Regions from separate parts of the Macaca mulatta genome. Here region 1 is linked to region 2. The links are chromatin contacts, called in public Hi-C maps. All regions are on one chromosome and are shown on one strand. Each heading gives the region's core, a stretch centred on a gene start, on an enhancer-like site or on the middle of the called end of the contact. The rest is flanking DNA. Distances are from core to core; before and after follow the strand shown. Region 1 holds the start of SESN1 (sestrin 1). Region 2 holds the start of FOXO3 (forkhead box O3).

Region 1 (2,700 bases), core at 66-2,565, 540 kb after region 2:
AAACAATTCAGGCAAACACAGAGAAAGCTGGTTGAGCAATTTGCCATAAAAGTGCTTCTATCAAATACCCCACCTGGGTCCACCTTTTCAACATGAAAATGTTAGCTTTTTTAAGAGAGCTTTTTATTATTTATATAATTCTCTTCTTGAAAAAAGAGAGGTTGCATTTAGAGAACACATCCTGGTTTGTTTTGTTTTTAAAAATAAGACAAAATTGTTCCACCAATTATATTGAACGGGCTGACTAGGAAACATTTAATACCCTTTATCATTTTAGAGGCTTTTAAATGTGAGCCTTTCCACTCAGAACACTGTGACAATGTGAAAAAACACAATGGCTACATTTCCCAACAACATGTAAAAAGAAATATAAGGAAAAACAAGTATTTACTTGGAATTAACTGTAGTTTTCATATATTCTTCCAGGAGCAAAGCAGTTTCTGCCTAAAACTCTCTAGAAAAACGCTACTTGTTTACTTACAGAACACTCTAATTTAAAGATGTAAACTCATAATCAAAGTTTACATAACAACCTAATAGAAACAAACACAACGTGAATAATTGCAAATAAAATTTCACTGTACTAGGGAGACAGTTTTGTATTTAAAATGCTCTTCCTTACCTGGATGCTCTTCAGAATAAACTCACTTTTCTCTCTTACATCTTTGAAGGGACACCTCTTAGAAAGCATAAGCAGATGAGCAAGTAGCTTATTCAACCCATCCGAAGACTCGGTATTTGAAAGCCCGTCTGATGGACGATGAGGTGTTTCTTTCACCGAACGAAGACACTCGCTTTTCCTCAAAATGGTTTGCCTAATGTTTTCCAGTGCTGTCTCTCTAGCAGTTGAATCTCTACTGCACAGTCCATCCCATCTCACTTCATTCTCTCCTTCAGCCATGACAATAGTTTTTCCTTTGCGGTCTTCAGTTACCTTTCAGCATGTCCCCAAAAATCACTCTGTGTTTTTAAAATGAAAAATGTAAAAATAAAATCAGAGAAATCAAATCGTCATGAAAACACACATATGGGTAACATTTGGAACCACTGGTGTCTTCAGCCGATCTACAAGCTAGATCACCCTCTCACCCTCTCCTTGTACACTAAAGGGCAGTCTTCCTTCTGGAAAACAAAGTTGGAAAGTTGCAACCTTACAGCGCTGGCTTTGGTGGACGGAGAATTTCGGGGAAGCGTTCTCCTCCGTCTCGCGGGGTCAGCGGATATCCTCACGTTGTGGAGCTGTCAAATCCGTGCTCTGCCCCAAAAGGCTGGTAACAGTTGAACGCCCTCCAGCCATTCGGGGCTTTTTTGTCTGTGCAGCCACCGGGTTCTCTCGAGCTTTCCCACCCCGCCCCTCCTCCGACACCAGTCCCCGCCCTCCGCAGCTCCTCCCAGCGCCTCAGCAGCCGGCCGGGCGCCGGCAGGGAAGGCTTGCCGAACCCTGGCCCACTGGCCGCAGCGGCCGGAGGCTTTGGCGCTGCTGGAGGGCGGCAGTCTCGGGCAGCCGCTGTCTCGGCGGGCGGCGATGAAAAAAAGCGTCCCCAGCCCCGCCAATTCCGGACCCCCGGGAAGACGCTACTTCTCCGATCCCTGCACCCTCGCCCACCACCGCCGAGCCAGAGGGCATAGGGCGGCCCTGGCAATCCTCGAGCGCAGGGCTGGGCCGCGGAGCTGGCGGGGCGGCGGGGCCCAAGGCGCAAAGCCCGCCCTTCGCCCAGCCCCATCGGTGGGGATCAGCCCAGAGGGCGGGAGCAGGGAGGGGAGACGGGGTCCTCACCCCCAGCCCCTCCCCTTTCTCCGCCCGGCACAAACCGGGAGCCACCCCGGCCCCAGCGCCTTCTTCCCCGCCCAGGCAGACGCGACCCGCCGAGGCAAAGCCATTGGAAAAAGCCCCGCCCTCTGGCAGGCTACCTCCGGACCCCCAGTGCGCCGCGCGCGGCTGCCAACCGCTGCCGGCTGCTACGCATGCGTGACTTAGAACAGGGCACAAGCGCCTCCGGAGGCTCTAAGCTTGCGCCCTGGGGCGGTTTCCGTTCCCGGATGTTTGGAGTGTGTCCTGGAGAAGGGGAAGGAAAAAGTAAGGCGTAGAAGTACACTGAGACTTCGTCACACACAAAACAAGCACGACAAAGAAAAAGGGCACGAAGGGACTCCTGGACGAAATTGAGTCTACATTTAAGATCACCGTAAAAGTAGTGACGGCCTCTTTATTACTCCAAACCCCAGATTTAAGTCGGTGGGACGTCTTCGCGTTGACTTGTGGGGAATGTAGTTTTGATGCTGCCGGCGCGTTTTGTTTGCGACAGAAACTACAATCCCCAGAGGCCACTGCGACGTCGCCTGTGGCTGCCCGCGAACCAACGGTTAGCGGTGGCAGGGGCTGACTGAGAGTGTCTGCTTGGTAAGCACTGTAGGCTGGGTTGTCACCTTTCCTTGACAGGGTTTTTCCTTCCTCCATTTCCTCTGGGATTTTGGAGACGAAGCCATCTAGCGTGGCCTCCCTTAGTCCAAGGATTTTTCCAGTGGCTTGCGTGGGAAGGACTAGTCCAGCTGCCCAAGCGCGGGGTGTGGTGGGTGAGGCGAGGATTTAGGGATCCTGATCCCGAGGGTCGCAGGGAGCGGCCTAAGAAGGAAGGATGCTGTGGAAACTGGAGCTTCGGGCTGCTGCTTCTGCTTCCACCCTTTTCTGTGGGCAGGCGC
Region 2 (2,700 bases), core at 78-2,577:
TTTATTATTTGCTGGGGGGCGGGGGCGGGGGGCGGAGAGGGGCGTCTGGGGCCTGGAGACTGGTAGCCGCGGCCAGTAAGCACGCGGCGTGCCTTGACGAGTAAGCCGCGCAGCGAATGGCGACGCGGCGGAGAGCTCCGGGGTCACGCGCGTGTGGAGACGATGACATCATCTGTTTGTACGCGTCGAACTAGCTTGGTGCAGGGGCGGGGCCGCGCGTCACTTGAGTGACGGGAGCTGCGCAAAGCCCGGAGCCCGGAGGCGGCGGGGCGGGCTGGCTCCTGTGTACGCTGGGCTGGACCTTTTTGTATATGGGGTCGTTGAGGAGCCCGCTTCTAGACTCTGAGCTATCTCTGGTGACTTACAAGGATTTTTTAAAAAAAGATATTTATGAACTAGTGTCTAGACTTTTGGTGTGCATGTCGCGTGTAGTGCATTCGTAGAGTACAAATAAACGATTTGGGGCACGGATCGTAGAAAAAGGACTTGTGCAGATGTTTTTTGTTTAACCTAAAGGATACGTATTTTTTTTTAAAGTCAAAAATGCACACGTAGCGGTTTTGTCGTCATTTACAAATTAGATTAAAATTATTTCTCCTTCTCAATTGTTCGGAATCTGCTCTTGAATGTAGGACAGGGGTAAATTTGCATTTCTTCGGAGTTAGTTACACCTCTCCCCCGTTTGCCATGAAACACATGAAAAGTGAAACACGACTGTGGTCCACCGTCCGAGGCGAGAGATTCAGTGCAAACCTTTTGGTGCCTGATCGAATCTGTGAGCATCAGCTTATCGAAGTTGTGCAGGCGCCAACATCTTCGCCATTCAGTATTTCCACGCCGCGGTAAACCTTGCCATCCACGCCCAGCATCTCACCTCGGGTGTTACCTAGTGTCGGGTTCTAACAGGGAACCGGACACCTGGGCTGGCCCAGAGCCCGGCGGGCGGACGCGCAGGTCGGGGACCCTGGTACCAGGCGCCCTGCCCGGAGTCGGGGAGGCCACGCCGCTGCGCTCCTTGGAGCGTCGGAGGCTGTCGCTCCTGCAGCTCCCGCTTCTCTTTCCTCTCCCTCCTCTCCCGGGCCAACGCCGCGCTTTGTTGTCGTTGGGGCTCTCGGGAGGGAGGAGGAGCCCAGCGGGGACAGCAGCGGGAGCCCGCCGAATCCCGGCTCACGGCGCGCTCCCGGACACCCACGCCCGCAGCCCCGCGGAGCTGGCCCGCGCAGGCGCGCGCGAGCTCACACACGCGCACTCACACACACACGCCCGCCGCGCGCCCAGCCCGCCGCCCAGCCCTCCCCCTGGGCGGGGACCCGCCCGCCCGCCCGCCGTCAGCTTAGGTTGAGGCGCCCTGCGTGTGTCTATAACTTTGTGCTGCTGCTGCGGCCGCCCTGCTCGTGGAAGGGAGGAGGAGGAATGTGGAAGGCGGCGGCGCGCGAGCTGACAGGCGGTTCCTCGGGCGGGCTGCGGCGACGGCCCGAGCGCTCCTCCTTCGCCGAGGTTGCGCGCCCCCTCCTCGCCGTGCCCCGGGCCCGCGCGGGATCGTGCGTCGTCCCGCCGCGTCCCTGAAGGGAAGGAAGCGAGGTAGGCGCCGGAGCCGTGCAGCGGGCGGCCGCCTTCCCGGTGACTCCGGATCTGCTTCCGAGCTGGGCCGGGCGCTTCCCTTTCCCCTCCCCGAGCCGCGGTGTGCGCGCCCCCCTTCTCGCCCGCTAGTGTTTTTAAAGGACTCAAGGGAAGGGGGAAACTGTCAAGATGGCAGCAGCGGGAGCAAGGAGGTGATGAACATGCTGGTCCGGGTTTTCTAGCAGCCCGGGAGACTTGGCGCTTCCCGACCTGTTGGAAGATTTATGTTCCGACTCGCTCCCTCCCCCGGATCCCGACTGGGAAGGGGGCGGAGGGGACGACGTCCGCGAGAATGCAAACCACACAAAATCCCGAAGTGGCCGTCCCTGCCGGGCTCGACCCTCTGCGAACGCCCGCCGGGCTGCTCCTTCCCCTTCTTTCCGTGTTTCCTTTATTTTTTGGAAGTGACAAGGGCCCATCTGCGCCCAGACCCCCGTTCGCCCTCCGCCCCGCGGACGAAGAGAGGAGAGGGAGCTGCCCGCGCAGTCCCCGGGCTCGGGCCATTCGACCGGGTTAGGGGTGACGGGGGGTCGCGGAGGCAGCTGGGCCGGGAAAGGGGAGAAGAGCCGAAGACAGCACAGACTTGAGCGGCGGCGCCGCGGAAGGCACTAGAGCGGGCCCGAGCGAAACATAAACAAACGCACGCACGCCCGAGCTCGGGCTCTGACCGCCGCTCGGCTGCGCCAGCTCCGGCCGCTGCCCGCTTTAAAGGCGCGGCCGCCCCTCCCCCGGGCGCCCCTCCCCCTTCTCCCCGCCCCGCCGCCTAGCCCGGGAGGGACCTGCGGCGGGCCGCGGGGGGAGGGGGCTGCCCCGCGCGAGGCCGTCGATTCGCTCGCGGCTCCCCCGCGGCCTGGCCAGGGGGCGGTGTCTGCTGCGCCAGGTTCGCTGGCCGCACGTCTCCAGGTCCGCCTGTTCCTGGGAGGCGGGCGCGGCAAGGCTGGGAGGTAGTGGCGGCGGGCGAGGACTCGCCGAGGACTGCGCTCCGGCCCGGGATAACCAACTCTCCTTCTCTCTCCTCTGGTGCTTCCCCAGGCGGCGGCGGCGGCGCCCGGGAGCCGGAGCCTTCGCGGCGCCCACGTC

Evidence for each region. Hi-C and Micro-C count contacts between places; a contact is called where the count stands out from the background.
Region 1: a contact with region 2 is called in a Hi-C map of fetal cortical plate, with 2.6 times the contacts expected there. The contact joins the promoter of SESN1 here to the promoter of FOXO3 in region 2. A contact is called at or near these places in 2 of 14 Hi-C or Micro-C datasets (fetal cortical plate and liver).

The regions. Positions count from the first base shown.
Region 1 is chr4:14,207,971-14,210,670 of T2T-MMU8v2.0, forward strand. SESN1 (sestrin 1) reads right to left here and starts at 1,316. Exons shown (of 10, transcript XM_077999246.1): 1 at 623-1,316. The coding sequence starts at 901. It also overlaps a transcript of CEP57L1 not described here.
Region 2 is chr4:13,664,569-13,667,268 of T2T-MMU8v2.0, forward strand. FOXO3 (forkhead box O3) reads left to right here and starts at 1,328. Exons shown (of 4, transcript XM_001093593.5): 1 at 1,328-1,581; 2 at 2,653-2,700.